5 separate regions of the Mus musculus genome follow, and all the other regions are linked to region 3. Evidence: chromatin contacts called from public Hi-C, HiChIP or PLAC-seq and promoter capture Hi-C data. All regions are on one chromosome and are shown on one strand. The core of a region is the stretch at or near the end of the contact, and the rest is flanking DNA. Distances in the headings are between cores, read along the strand shown.

Evidence for each region. Promoter capture Hi-C pulls out the DNA fragments that hold promoters and counts their contacts. A called contact is a pair of places that touch in the nucleus more often than the background predicts. HiChIP or PLAC-seq counts read pairs in DNA pulled down with a chosen protein or histone mark.
Region 1: an H3K27ac HiChIP or PLAC-seq map of T-cell acute lymphoblastic leukemia shows a contact between it and region 3, with 4 times the contacts expected there. The contact joins the enhancer-like site here to the promoter of Lamtor4 in region 3. A contact is called at or near these places in 4 of 39 promoter capture datasets (cranial neural crest, embryonic stem cells, hippocampal neurons and 1 more), 1 of 484 Hi-C or Micro-C datasets (CD4 T cells) and 6 of 115 datasets of contacts at active chromatin or transcription factors (T-cell acute lymphoblastic leukemia, bone marrow-derived macrophages, embryonic stem cells and 3 more).
Region 2: a contact with region 3 is called in a Hi-C map of CD4 T cells, with 5 times the contacts expected there. The contact joins the promoter of Ufsp1 here to the promoter of Lamtor4 in region 3. A contact is called at or near these places in 1 of 39 promoter capture datasets (liver), 1 of 484 Hi-C or Micro-C datasets (CD4 T cells) and 2 of 115 datasets of contacts at active chromatin or transcription factors (astrocytes and pancreatic cancer cells).
Region 4: a promoter capture Hi-C map of pre-B cells shows a contact between it and region 3. The contact joins the promoter of Pcolce here to the promoter of Lamtor4 in region 3. A contact is called at or near these places in 1 of 39 promoter capture datasets (pre-B cells) and 1 of 115 datasets of contacts at active chromatin or transcription factors (pancreatic cancer cells).
Region 5: a promoter capture Hi-C map of liver shows a contact between it and region 3, with 4 times the contacts expected there. The contact joins the promoter of Dnaaf5 here to the promoter of Lamtor4 in region 3. A contact is called at or near these places in 11 of 39 promoter capture datasets (the 3T3-L1 cell line, 3T3-L1-derived adipocytes, the C10 cell line and 6 more), 2 of 484 Hi-C or Micro-C datasets (CD4 T cells and embryonic stem cells), 2 of 115 datasets of contacts at active chromatin or transcription factors (astrocytes and pancreatic cancer cells) and 1 of 9 other capture datasets (embryonic stem cells).

What each region holds. Positions count from the first base shown.
Region 1 is chr5:139,173,769-139,176,468 of GRCm38.p6, forward strand. It overlaps Dnaaf5 (dynein, axonemal assembly factor 5), which reads left to right. Exons shown (of 13, transcript NM_001081265.2): 9 at 358-505. Among named protein-coding and RNA genes, the nearest start is that of Dnaaf5, 25 kb to the left of the region's middle. Within about 2 kb of position 1,418, at least 89 of the 459 cell types and tissues checked have an H3K27ac peak or open chromatin away from gene starts, as enhancers often do. A contact at or near this core is called in T-cell acute lymphoblastic leukemia, memory CD8 T cells and pre-B cells, where this site is marked.
Region 2 is chr5:137,293,291-137,295,990 of GRCm38.p6, forward strand. Ufsp1 (UFM1-specific peptidase 1) reads left to right here and starts at 1,379. Exons shown (of 1, transcript NM_027356.2): 1 at 1,379-2,374. The coding sequence starts at 1,500. The coding sequence ends at 2,153. Ache (acetylcholinesterase) reads left to right here. Exons shown (of 5, transcript NM_009599.4): 4 at 1-47; 5 at 827-1,176. The coding sequence ends at 948. Srrt (serrate RNA effector molecule homolog (Arabidopsis)) reads right to left here. Exons shown (of 20, transcript NM_031405.2): 19 at 2,697-2,700; 20 at 2,414-2,616. The coding sequence ends at 2,541. It overlaps Mir8116 (microRNA 8116), which reads left to right and starts at 490; the gene lies at 490-586.
Region 3 is chr5:138,254,187-138,256,886 of GRCm38.p6, forward strand. It overlaps Lamtor4 (late endosomal/lysosomal adaptor, MAPK and MTOR activator 4), which reads left to right and starts at 1,296. Exons shown (of 4, transcript NM_001081108.2): 1 at 1,296-1,617; 2 at 2,067-2,147. The coding sequence starts at 1,615.
Region 4 is chr5:137,609,971-137,612,670 of GRCm38.p6, forward strand. It overlaps Pcolce (procollagen C-endopeptidase enhancer protein), which reads right to left and starts at 1,434. Exons shown (of 9, transcript NM_008788.2): 1 at 1,267-1,434; 2 at 427-535. The coding sequence starts at 1,358. Fbxo24 (F-box protein 24) reads right to left here. Exons shown (of 10, transcript NM_027708.1): 10 at 2,535-2,700.
Region 5 is chr5:139,148,891-139,151,590 of GRCm38.p6, forward strand. It overlaps Dnaaf5 (dynein, axonemal assembly factor 5), which reads left to right and starts at 1,345. Exons shown (of 13, transcript NM_001081265.2): 1 at 1,345-1,945; 2 at 2,593-2,700. The coding sequence starts at 1,357. It also overlaps a transcript of Prkar1b not described here.

The DNA.
Region 1 (2,700 bases), core at 168-2,667, 920 kb after region 3:
GGGGGCTGGAGAGATGGCTCAGCGGTTAAGAGCACTGACTGCTCTTCTGAAGGTCCTGAGTTCAATTCCCAGCAACCACATGGTGGCTCACAACCATCTGTAATGGGGTCTGACACCTTCTGGGGTATCTTTCAAAAAAAAATAATTTAGAATAATTTAGAAGTTGTAAAGAGAAGCTGGATTTGTGTCTTGGTCACATAGGGAGGGCGATGCTGGAGTTTGTTAGTGTCCTCAGCAGTTGGGAGAGCAGCATGTCAGGAAGGCGAGCCATGGCCTGTGGCTTGCAGGGCTCCTACCCCAGCAGTGAGGCCTGGGAAGCCATCGGTGGCCTGCTGCAGCCCCTGTTCTCTTTCCTAGGCCCGGCTGTGGGAGAAGCGCTGCAGCATGTGATCCCCACCCTCAGGGCCTGTCTCCAGCCCTCCACAGACCCACACATGCGCCTGAAGCTCTTCTCTATCCTGTCCATGATGCTGCTGAGGCCTAAGGACACTGTCGATTCTCAGGGGTAGGTCGACCCTCAGGTCTGTGTACAGCCCACGTATGTGTTGGATGGGTCTTCCCACGACCCCCTGGGCAGGGCCCCCAAGGTCTAAAGTCCGGGCTTCTTGGTGGTCTGTATCTCTAGAATCCACCCCACTAGGTAAACAGTGATCTTGGTGAGTATACCACAGAGACACAGACAGTAAATCAAAGTCACTTTAGAGGAGTCATTAAAATTCCATCGAGTGAGAAAGTTTTAGGGCGCATTAACTATTAATGGCTTCTGTTTCGGCTGTTCTGTTTTAAAAGGCTTTTGGCACCTTTCAGACCTAACAGACCTGACTAAATTAGCATTGATGGTGAAGGCTTAAGGGTAGTCTGTTATCTCAGAAAAGCTCAGGGGCAGCTCTGCAACCTAAGAGCCTCAGATTTTATGGCTTTGAAGTAAAGGGAAAGTGGAACAAAGAGCTTAGGAAAGAACAGGCTCTCAGGGGAGGAGGGAAGCAAGCCAAGACACACACACACACACACACACACACACACAGCAGCTCATCCTGGAGAGGAGGGTAGAGCGAGGACACACACACACACACACACACACAGCAGCTCATCCTGGAGAGGAGGGTAGAGCGAGGAGACACGCACACACACACACACACACACACACACACACACACACACACCCCTCCCTCTCCTTGGTTCATTGAACAGACTAAGATTCAAATCACTCTGGGACCTTCCAATCCTGACCCTTGGCATCCTGGGTCTTGCAGATGGAGACCTGAGAACTTAAGCCCTGTGCGAGCTCCTGGGATGCCACCTCCCCCCACCTCACCCCATCCCCCACCCCCAAAATCAAAAAACCTGTCACTGTGAAGTGTGGTAAGCAAACTATAAAGTTCCCTATGAGTTTCTCATTCTAACCTTTCTCCTTCGAGTGCACTCTTAATGTGGGGCTGACTGCCAGCCTCTCACACGCTGCAGGAAATTCTGTTTCCTGCGATCTAAAAAACCTCAGGGCTGAAAAGGGACCATAAAAAGGTATTAATGAGCGTCTTGGCAACAGGCCTTCGGGCAGGCGTGTACACAGGAGTGGAGTGAGAGAATGGCTGAGCTGCCACCAGACTGTAGCCTTTTCTACACACCCAGTATGCTGAGGAACACTGCCACCCCTGACCCACAAACACAGCTGCCAGGTTTGGGCCAGGTTCCCAGTGACACACTTCAGACCTCTCCAGGGATCAGGTCAGTCTAGAGAATCCAATTATGCAGATGACTTACTGAGTGAGAGATTGCTACTGTTTGGGTAGGGACAGTTTGAAAATAGCATTGTCTTAGTGTTCTATTGCCATGACGGAACACCATAATCAAAAGAGATTTAAGGAGTTTATTTCACTTGTACACGGTCCACTGAGAGAAGTCAGGACAGAAAGCTGGAGCTAATGTAGATGCCACTGAAGAGGGCTGCCTACTAACTACTTATTGGCTTGCTCTGCCTGCTGTTTTATAGCACAGGAGCCCTGTGGTAGCACCACCCACAATGGGCAGGTTCCTCCCATCTCAACCACTAATTAAGAAAATGCCCTGCAGGCTTGCCTACAGCTAGATCTTAGAGAGGCAGTTTTTCAGTCGTGGTCCCCTTAGAATTAGTCTCTCAGCTGAGTCTAGTTTGTGTCAAGTTAACATAAAACTAGTCAGTACAAAATATTATTTGGTTTTGATTTATAATCACAGAATGGTAGAATGAAAGGTTGGTTGTCCAGTCAAGACTCAGTCTAAGGATGTCATCTCTGGCAGGGAGTCAGGATTCTTAGAGAAGGCTCTCTCAGCAAGCCAGAGTGGTAGCACCACCACATCCACCTACCACACAACCGGAGACTCCCACTCCCCACCCCTTCCTTGCACTCTTGCCTGAGCTATGGAGATGCCTGTGAGAGAGTTGGAGGGGACTACAGAAAGCTCTACCGAAGCCACTGCCTTTGCAGGGGGCCTTTGCTTCAGTGCTTGTGGTAGCCTTGAAGTAAAATTTGGTGTAAATTCTGGACTGGAGCCCAGTGAGTAAAGGCATTTGCTTCCAGACCTGACTACCTGAGTTCAGGCCTCAGGGCCCACATGGTAGAAGGAAACCAACTCCTGCAAGTTGTCCTCTGACTTCCGTGTGTGCACTGTGGACGTGTAGTACACGAGTGCAATAGATAAATGAAATGTAATGCAAAGTTA
Region 2 (2,700 bases), core at 129-2,628, 960 kb before region 3:
CTGCGCCTTCTGGAATCGCTTTCTCCCCAAATTGCTCAGCGCCACCGGTAGGCGCATGGAGTGGGGGGAGCAGGGAATGCACAAGGCGGCAAGGGTTGGAAGGAGGGGAGAGAGATGGGGTGCAAAACACAGGGTGTAATCCCTCTCTTCTCCACCTCCCCAGCCACGGAGGCTCCTTGCACCTGCCCAAGCCCCGCCCATGGGGAGGCGGCCCCGAGGCCCGGGCCGGACTTAGCCCTGTCCCTCCTCTTCTTCCTTTTCCTCCTCCACTCCGGGCTTCCGTGGCTCTAACTGCAATCCTTTCCCCTTCTGGTCTCAAAGCACACTTACTCTAGTGTGTAGCTGAGAAGGGGCCCCTCTCAGGGATACAGAACCCCACTCCATTCTCAAGCCGAGACAAAATGGACAGACTCAGGGATCTTTGTTAAACAAAAATTCAAAAAACAGGATTTTTTTTTTTTTAATGTAAAAAATTATCCTTTGGAGCTTGAGCCTGGTGTTGAGGGGAGAAGGATCCGGGGCTAGTTGGCGTCAGCCAAAGGGCCTTATAATCGCCAACTATTTCTGTATCTTCTCTCTTTTCCCCACTAACCCATGAACCCTTCTCCCACTCTGATCCTGTCCCTCCCCTCCGTCTTCCGGTGATTTTTATCTCTTCCTCTCCTTCCTGTTCCACCTCTCCCTTCATTCTCCGGATCATCCACTGTTCTCTTTCCACCACCCCGCTCGGCCTCCGACAATGCGTGTGTGCCGGCGCACTCACGACCGGTCTCCACTACCCGACCTGTTCCGTTTCTCCCACTCTTGCGGGGTGCCCTGGCCGCAGATACTCTGGACGAGGCGGAGCGCCAGTGGAAGGCCGAGTTCCACCGCTGGAGCTCCTACATGGTGCACTGGAAGAACCAGTTCGACCACTATAGCAAGCAGGAGCGCTGCTCAGACCTGTGACCCCTTGGGGGACCCCAGGTCCTGCCGCCCTGCCCGAGCCCCTAGCTGTATATACACTATTTATTTAAGGGCTGGGATATAATACGACCGAGCCCCCAGGCCCTGTCCACTCCTCCCCGACTTCCTCCCACTAGGGGCTCCCCATCTTCTGCATGTCTTGGGCTAAGCTCCCCTCCCCGCGGTGCCTTCGCCCCTCTGGGCCGCCAATAAACTGTTACAGCCACCAGAGTCTGTGCAACACGCGGGAAGTTGGGGCGGGGATGAGGTCAGAGACGCTGGGAACAGAAGCCTCGGGATTGGTGAGCACTGAGGCACCCTGCCCGCAGCATCCGGCGGAAGCAAGCGCTGGGCCCGCCCCTAGGGGCGGAGCCTGCGACTGCGCAGCCAGGCTGGTTTGCCGGCGCCTTTTAGAAGGCTCCTTAATTCGTCTGCCTGTGGAATCATCTCTCCTGCCGCTAGCCTGCTTGCTGAGAGTTCTCCGGTTCTACGTGCCCACACTGCCCGTAGCTAGTCCCAGAAAACACCAGGAACCCGGAATTGGCCCTGCCTCGATGACAGCTGCTCTACCGAGCACCCTGGAGCTGCTGAAGGACGTGCACCTGGGCCTGCCTGTGCCCTGCCATGATCCCGCCCGACTGGCCCTCCTCTCAGGCCACTACCTTTACTATCACTATGGTTGCGATGGACTGGATGACCGTGGCTGGGGATGCGGCTACCGCACCCTGCAGACGCTGTGCTCCTGGCCAGGGGGCCAGTCCTCGGGCGTGCCTGGACTGCCAGCCTTGCAGGGAGCCCTAGAGGCCATGGGCGACAAGCCCCCCGGATTCCGGGGCTCCCGTAACTGGATCGGCTGTGTAGAGGCCAGTCTCTGCCTAGAACACTTCGGAGGACCTCAAGGGCGCCTATGCCACTTGCCCCGCGGAGTAGGGCTTAGGGGAGAAGAGGAGCGGCTTTATTCACACTTTACAACGGGTGGGGGCCCAGTAATGGTAGGAGGAGATGCAGATGCCCAGTCCAAGGCCCTGCTGGGGATCTGTGAGGGGCCAGGTTCAGAAGTCTATGTCTTGATACTGGACCCACACTACTGGGGCACTCCAAAAAACCGTTGTGAACTACAAGCTGCTGGATGGGTGGGCTGGCAAAAGGTAAAAAGCGTCTTTGATTCCAATTCCTTCTACAACTTGTGCTTCACCAGAAATCTCTGAATCACCACGCCCTACCTGCACCGTTGGGTAGATCCCAGAACTGAGACTAAACACAGCCACCTATTTACTTCGCACAGGCCCCCACCGCGATCAAGTTTGGGCCTGGCACAATGATACGGGCAGGTGAATCTGAGTTCAAAGCCAACTTGGTCTACACAGCAAGGCCAAGCTGGAATTAGAGATACTGTTCTGAAAAATAATAAATTGGCGTAATTCAGCTTACTATGGCCCAGCCTGTGTTTGGGAAGGGACATACAGCACACAGTTAACACACACTACCAAAGTGTTTTTACTAGCGGGTAAAATAACGTACAAAAAACTTTTCAGCTGATGGGATAAAGTGGTCACGGGTACTGATGTAGCAATGCAGGAGGGGACATGGATGGCTCAAAAGAAGTCAACATCATCCGGGGCATCCAGGTCCCGATACTCCACTATGGCCCTTGGGTCTCCTCGAACCATCCTGTGAGATAAAGGAAATGTGAACAGATGTCCCTATAGTCAGAGACGGGGAAAGGCAGCCTGGGCATCGTTCGTGCTCACCTGT
Region 3 (2,700 bases), core at 46-2,545:
ATTTCTGTTCTTTTACTTAGAAGCCTTCCCTGAAGAAACTCTCTGCTCTGCCCAGAACTCTGTCTGTTCGTAGTTGTCTTAAAGGGACTTCCTCAGGTAGTTTTGGCTGGATACTTGGATACTTGAGTACCTGATTTGATGGAAATTGATGTGCTTCTCTCTCTCTCTCTCTCTCTCTCTCTCTCACTCACTTTATAAAGTCACTCGTTCAAAATAAAAATTGTGGCTACTGTAGACCATTCTCTGGATTGTACAAAGCAGCTGTTGATATTTGTATACCCACTTCAGAGCAATGGTGCCAAGCACCTTTGCCCGCTGAGCCACTTTGCCAGCCCTACTTCAATTTTTTGGTCATGATGATTGAATCTGGGGCCTATGCATGCTAGGCAAGTTTTGAAACGATAGCTACAGCCTTGCCTCATTTTCTCTAATTAGCTGCTGCTTCTACAAGATGATTTGGGGTGGACGACTTTCTTTGTTTAGTGCTGTGGGTACAGACCCACACCCAGTATGCATAAGGCCCTGACTTTGCTTCTTGGCACTGAAAATAAATGGGGTGGGGGATATAATTCACTAATTTAGTGTACAACTTAGTAACTTCGGCACATTCACAAAGATATGCAGACTTCAATATGAATTCCAAAAAGCTTAAATCACATGCCCTGCCATACCCTCATTAATAAGCACTTCCTATTTTTTCTTGCCCCACTACCAACTAGTAATTGCTTTCAGTTTTTCTGTATTTGCAAGAAGTGTATGTGTTTTAATCAGGATCTTGGTAGGTAGCTCAGGCCTCAGTCTGGCACTGAACTCCCTATTCAGCCCAATCCTCGGCCTCTCAGGCTTTAAACTAGGATTACAAGCATTCGGCAATAGTCACAGCTAAGCGTCTTACATAGATGGGACCACATAATATATAGCCTTATGAACCTGCCCTTTCACAACCCGTCCTTTTGGTTGGGTCTGAGCCTCTGAAGGCTGAGTGGTCTCTGAAGCCATCTCCCTGGCCTGCTTTCTCTTGTTTTGGAGATTCTCAAGCTGCATTTGGTGTCAGGACATTATCATCTTGTATTGATCTTACACTACTGTGTGTACACAGCAAATTTGATTTACTCATTCATAGCCATATTTGGGCCGATCCACTCTTAACACATATACTCAAGGCAGAAAGTTAACACGTGAACAGCTTTTCACGTGTAAACCAAACCATCGTCTTTCACATTGGTACATTAGTTTCTCTTTTCAGGTTGAACAGTGACACCTAAGACTCCTCTTACATCACCGGACTGTTCTACTTTCTTCTTGGAAGCCACCGGCAGATGCATATTCCTATTGCAAAGGATAGAAGCAGTGCACGTTCGTGTGGCGACACTGCCCCGCGACTCTCCGGACAACTCTCGCAGGCAAATCCTGAGGGGCGGGGAAATGCAACCAATCCACGAATGTGTTCGGAAAGCGGGGCTCCGCAGTGGTTGATAAAGTATAATGACATACCCGCCATCCAATCCTCAAGCGAAGGGCTGGGCTACAGTCAGCTGGTGAAACCACCTGACCCGAGCCTGGAGCCGGAAACTACCTATCCGGCAGACTGCTTACACTGCACCTACGGCTGCGATGGTGAGTGTGGACGCATGCGCGGGTGTGCACGCCTGCGGTTCCGCGTCCCTGTTTTCCGAGCTTCTGTTGCCACCTTATGGCTTGCATTTCACTGTCACCTCCAGTCCACCCTGGGACCGAAAGGGAACAGAGATGGGAGGGAAGCGACAGGGAGGGCTGGAGAAGGAAGGCTCCGCTACCGGGTGTTCTGCAGCGGGGGAGTAGTCTAGATGGCACAAGGGGCGGGGCATAAGGGGACTGGAGTGGGAAGGGACATGAGGAGGGGTTGAGGGGCTAGGAAGGCCTCCTGGGTCACCTACATGACAAGTGGAAGAGCTCAGAGGTCCAATAGTGACCGTGGATGGAGACTCAGTGTTACAAGCCATTATGAGGGCCTTGGAAGGCTCATATCCAGGAGGGAGATGGGTTTGCAAGGCTGTCATGATTCTCCTTGTCTCTTTACCCTCTAGACTTCCGCACTGACCCAAGGGCTGGAGCGAATCCCAGACCAGCTTGGCTACCTGGTGCTGAGCGAAGGTGCAGTGCTGGCGGTGCGTTGTGGGAAAGCAAAGCGTGGGGTGGAGGGTGTGTGTGTGTGTGTGTGTGGGGGGGTCCTTTGGGGACACACAGCCCAGAAATCCCTTCAAATATTTCCAAGTTGTCTCTTTTTGTCTTCTCTGTGGTTCCTTGCTTGCCATATAGTAAGCTTTATGTAGTATTTGGATATGTGGTATAAAAGCTAATTACCAAAAGGTTGGGGAGGTAGCTTAGTACGGAGAATGAGTTGCCTAGCATGCACAGAGCCTTCTCTTCAATCCCAATACTGCATAAAACCAAACAGAGTGTAGTCCCAGCACTTGGAAGGTGGAAACAGTGGGTTAGATGTTCAGGCTTATCTTTGGCTACATATCAAATTCAATCACAACCTGGACTACATGTAACTCAGCCTCAAAAAACAACAAACAAACCATTACCCAAGTTATACAATTAGTTAGTTAGTTGTAGTTTGTTTTTATTTGTTAAATTCTTGTAGGGACGCACGTATGGGTGCCACAGGGGGTGAAAGTTCGAGGACACTTTGGAGTGAATTCTCCTGCCATGTGG
Region 4 (2,700 bases), core at 184-2,683, 640 kb before region 3:
CCAGCACTTGGGAGGCAGAGGCAGTTGAATTTCTGAGTTCGAGGCCAGCCTGGTCTACAGAGTGAGTTCCAGGACAGCCAGGGCTACACAGAGAAACCCTGTCTCGAAAAACCAAAACCAAGCAAACAAACAAACAAACCACAAAAACAAACCTAAATGAATAAAAGAGATGGACCTCAGTGGTAGAGTTCTGGCCTAGTATGCCAAAGTCCCAGGGCTCAGTTCCCAGTAGTGGGATTGGACCAAGAGGAGGAAGGTTGGAGGTACTTCAGAGCATGTTACCATGGGGCCTGACGCCCTTGGACCAAAGAGGAAAAGAGGGTTTCCCAGAGGTGATGCCTGGTGGTGGGGACGGTGTCCCTGGGCTGTCAAGGTTTGGCTTGGGAGACTGATGAAGAGCAATGGGGACCAGAGGGGCCTTCTCACCGTAATTGTCCAGATGCACTTCTTGTTTGGGGGGTAGAGGTTGGGGAAACCCTCACTTGCCACGTAACCTGACTCCCCGGTCACGTCCCCTCCGCACAGGAACACAGGTCTGGAGGACAGAGGAGGTGTCAGGCAGAACCCCTGCATTGATGGTTCGTGAGAAGGGCAAGCCACGGCAATATGGGAAGATGGTGTTGGAGAAGCCCCAGCCTGTGGACTGGAGACTCCAGTCCAAGGACCACGGAAAGTGGGGCTAGGCAACCGCCCCGTCTCTCCATCCCCTAGAGGCTCCACCCCCACGCTGCCAGGAATTCCGGGAATCCTTCTCAGTCCCCCTAACCTCCTCTACCCCCCCTCCCTGTCCTGCCTGGCAGTCAAGGACAGGAGCCGCCTAACTACTTCCAGATGTGACAAGCCACGAGGCCACGAGGGGGAGGGGGCAAGAGAATTGAGGAGAGCAACAGTGGACACACAGCTAGGGGCTCCCACCTTCGCCCTGCTGCCATGCTCCTGGCTAAGGACCAGTACCTGACTTTCTGCTTGCTACCCTTCCCCCAATCTCAGTTCCTGAATGTCAGCTAACAGACAAGGTCAAGGTCTTGGCTTTCTGGGTTCAAGCTCCATGGAGGGGCAGAGGGCAGAAGAACAGTAGTGAAGGAGTGGGAACAGTGGAAGTTACAGACCAGTGTGGCCTTGCAGCAGACAGGGAGGATATGAATCTGAAGAGGAAAAGGGATTTGCTAGCAGAAGAGCTTGCAAGACCCACAGGCACAGCCCTCCCAGGACTCACAAGCATTCTGAAGCTTCCTGTGGAAGCCATCTGAAAGATATGAGACCTACCTCGTGTAGTTGGGGGTCTGGCCTCGGGCAAGAGGCAGCACCCAGGCCAAAAGGAATGGCCCCAGAAAGGAGGTTAGGGCAGCAGGCAGCATTGTGTAGGGGGGAAGTGCTGGAAGCAGCAGCTGAGTTCAGCAGCAGCAGCAGCAGCAGCAGCAGCAGCAGCAGGATAATCAGGACCAGATGAAGCAGCCCCGGGTGTGTGGGCGTGGGGACTGGCCAACTGGGCGGGCAGCAGGGGAGGCGGGACGGGGAGACAGCTGGGACAGTGCTTGAGTCCCTTCAGAGGCCTCTCTAGGTCTTGGACATATATTAATTGACCAGAGAATGCTGGGAACACATCTAGTCATATGCCACTGCCCTCTGTCCTTTGCCTGGGGACCTGGCATTTGCTGGAGACTTTCAGGTGCAGGCTGGACCCTTCTTCACCTGTTGCTTTCTCGGCATCTAGAGGGGATGTCCCCAAGTCTCTTGGCTACCCACTGTCCCACTGCACACTTCCAGATAGTTCTTGTTGCTTAAGACAGGCTTGCCATGACGCACTGGCTAGTCGGAGCTTTCGATCTTTCTGCCTCAGCTTCCCACGTGCTGGGATTACAGGCCTGCACCCCCTTCCCCAGGAGCTTCTGCACATACTTAGGACCTCCCCTTAACACTGGACCAGATCAGGCCAAGCAAAGTGGCTTTCTGACTCCTTATTTTCTCTTCCAACTATTTTAAGGTACAGAAGGGTTAAGGGGGGGGGGGGTGTGGAGTGTCCCTGTCCCTGGGCAAAGAGGGGACGGAGCAAAAAGTAAGGGAAAAGATGGGAGACAGAAGAGGACGGGATGCTGATTCCACGGGACTGTGGGCTAGGGGTGAGGTACCCTAGAAGTGACGATCAGATTGCAGGTTTGGTGCAGGTATGATGGAGGCACACCTGAAATCCTAGCTCTCTGGAAATGGAGTCAGCGTGAGCATGATTAAAGAGGTCAGCCTGGGCCACACAGTGAGGCTCTGTCACAAACAAAACCAACAGACCCAACAGAGGTTTCAAAGTGGGAAGTAAGGTGTGTCTGTCGTCCGAGTTACTTCACAAGCCCAGGCCTGACCTCCACATCACAAAGTGGGGCTTCTGGAGTGAGAAGGGGAAGGTTAGCTGGGGGTGCTGGCACTTCCTCAGTAAGACAACAGCTTGGGCTCTTTCTGTCTCCCCCCACCCCCTCACCAGCCAGGCCTCCCTCCATCCCAGGCCACCCCTCCATGAGGCCCCAGGGTTTCAAAACAGGCTTGGCTTTAGCCTTTTATTCTACTGTCCATCAAATTTCTCGCTCATGATAGTCAGGTTAGGGGCTCCTCCAGGGCAGGCCCCTGCACATTTATAAAAGAGGTCCCTCCTCTCCCCTCGAATACGCAGCACTGCTCCCCACAGCCCCACCCCCACCCCCCACCCATGTA
Region 5 (2,700 bases), core at 95-2,594, 890 kb after region 3:
TGGACTAGGCTTAAGACTTTGACATACGAGTCCATGACACCTCTAACACCAAGCCTTTGCTTGGCCAGTCACCTCTCTTCACAACTCTTTTGCCACCCTAAGCAATTTTACATGGTTCCCCTAAAGCTTCCACGCCACATTCAAAACACCTAAGGGTTCACACCAATTTCCCACAAAACTAATGTCAACAACAAAAAAAGGCCAAATTTGTTACAAAACCCAACCCCTAACATTATAAGCCTGTTCTCAGATGTGACTCGTTTGGATGCCCAAGTCATGCAGCACTGAGTCAGGCCTAGGAAGTGCCCAGTGGGGGGTCCTGACCACTGACAATACCATCTCTGACCCCCTAAAAAAACACTTCCAGCCATCGAGCATACCTCATGTCTAAACTGAGGTCAGACCGTGTGGCAGATTCACACTTGACTTCTTCATGACCTCTGAGGAACCCAGTAAGGATCAGCCATATCTACACCATTAGAAAGAACCTCAGCTTAAGCTGCCCCTGAGGAAAGGAACCTGAAGGTGCAGGCTTGCAGAAGCTTGGCCACTCAGGCCAAGTTCCAGACTCAGGCACAGGACAGCCCCACTCTTGGCCTCGCCCCTAGCCATTTGCCACGCCCTAAGGCCTGCGTCCCACCTGTCAGCCCTTGTCTCAGGCACCTCAATCCTCACGCTTCACCTTACTCAGACCCCCACCCCTCCCTCGAGCTTTATGTCCCTTCCCCAAACCTGCACCCCACCTATTATTGAAACTTGTCAGCCAGCTGCGCGGCCCATGCCCCGCCCACCTACCCCCCCATCCAACCCACTACTCCTTGCCCCGCCTCCTTCCCGTAGACCCTTATTCTTCGCCCCGCCCACAAAACCAGGGCTCCGCCTGCCACCTCCTGCAATGCTCCCGAAGTCCACACCCCGCCTATTTGGTTCTTTCCCCTCCCATTATCCCTTATTCCCCTCTCTTTACACTAAGCCCCTACCCAAGAGGCCCGTGTCCCGCCTACCAACCCCCTCGTACCGCCCACTACCTCTTTCGCCCAAGGCCCTTGCCGAGCTTGCTGTCTTCTGCCTCGCCCTCAAGGTTCGCGCCCCACCCCAGACTCCCGGACCTAGCCAATTACACTTGCTTCTCTTAGCCTCTCTCGTCCTCCTGCCCGTCACTCCGCCCTCTAAGCCCTTTGCCCGCCCACTTCCCTGGCCCCGCCTCTCCCTTACTCCCTGCCCCTCCCCCAGCATCACTCCTAAGGGGCGCACACTCAGCCTCGAGCAACCCAGGCAGCCGGAAGTCTTGCCGTAAAGCGTGCTCGGACCATCGTACTAGCGCCGGTTCCCTTGGAGACAGGCAACGCGCTCAAGATGGCGGCGCCGGCGGAGGCGGAGGTGGCCGCGGCCCCGGGCTTAACCGAGGCGGCTGAAGCCGCGGAACTGACCCGCGCGCTAAGCCGCCTGCTACCGGGGCTGGAGACGGAAAGTAAGCTGGGGCGGCGGCGCGCTCTGGAGGCTCTGGAGCAGGTACTGGAAGAGGCGGTGCGGCCCGGCGCGGATTCCGCGGCCTTCCAGGGCCCCTGGGCCCGTCTGCTGCTGCCGCGCCTGCTGCGGCTTCTAAGCGATCCGGCCGAGGGCTGCCGCGCGCTGGCCGCTCACCTGCTCGACCTTGGCCTGCGCCGCGCCGCGCGGCCCCGCGACGCTCTGCCGCGTCTGCTGCCGGCGCTCAGCGCACGCCTGGCCCGACCTGAACTCGCGCGGCCGCCGCCGGAGCCCTGCGAGGAGCTGCGTCTCGCCCTCGTGCAGCTGCTCCACCTCGCCGTAGACCTGGGCGGCGCCGCGCTCGCGCCCCACCTGGACGACGCCGTGCGCGCCTTGCGGGCCGCGCTGCTCGACCCCTTCGCTGCGGTGCGCCGGGAGGGCTGCGAGTGCGCAGCCGCTCTGGCCCGTGCCACTCCGGGTGAGCGTCCTATCCGCTTCCCTGGTTACCTAGATGTCCAGAAACTGAACTAAAGTGGGCTGGTTCCTTCGTAAGGTCATTTCCGATGGGAGGGGGCACGAGACAAGAGATCTCACCATGTAGCCCTGGCTGGTGTCAAACATAACGCTGCTTCTACTTCAGCCTAAAGTGCTAGACTCTCAGACCTGTGTCACACCCATTTCATGATCATTTTTATGCTGGGTTATGGGACTCATGTGGGAAAGGACAACTCAACTCAGTTTCTTTACTCCAGTGTCTTCTCTGTCTCTGACACGGGTCACTAACTTCCTGGATGAAGGGAGGCTGCTTCTCGTTTATTTCTACCCTCTATCTACAGCCCTGCTTGATCAGGGCTTTTTCCCTTTTTTCCTTCTAGACTAGAGTTTGGAAAAGTTAAGAGGCCCTACCTAGTGTTTAAAGTCTTCCCGGGGGTAGGGGGGAGCCAACTTTGTGAAATAGGTGTATATATCCCTCCGGATGCCTGGAGCATAAGCAGCTCCCAGCACCATTGGAGAGAAAAAGTGGGAGCTGAGGCTAGCAGAGGCCAGAGGAAGGTTTGATGGTAGCCACAGAACAGGGCCCCATGCAGCTGTATCGCATAACCAGCAGCCTCCCTAATCCCACAGAGCACTTCCACATGCAATCGGAGTCCTTGATAGGCCCCCTGATGCAGACCATCTCCCACCAGCACTGGAAGGTCCGGGTAGCCGTTATCGAAGCCACGGGCACTGTGA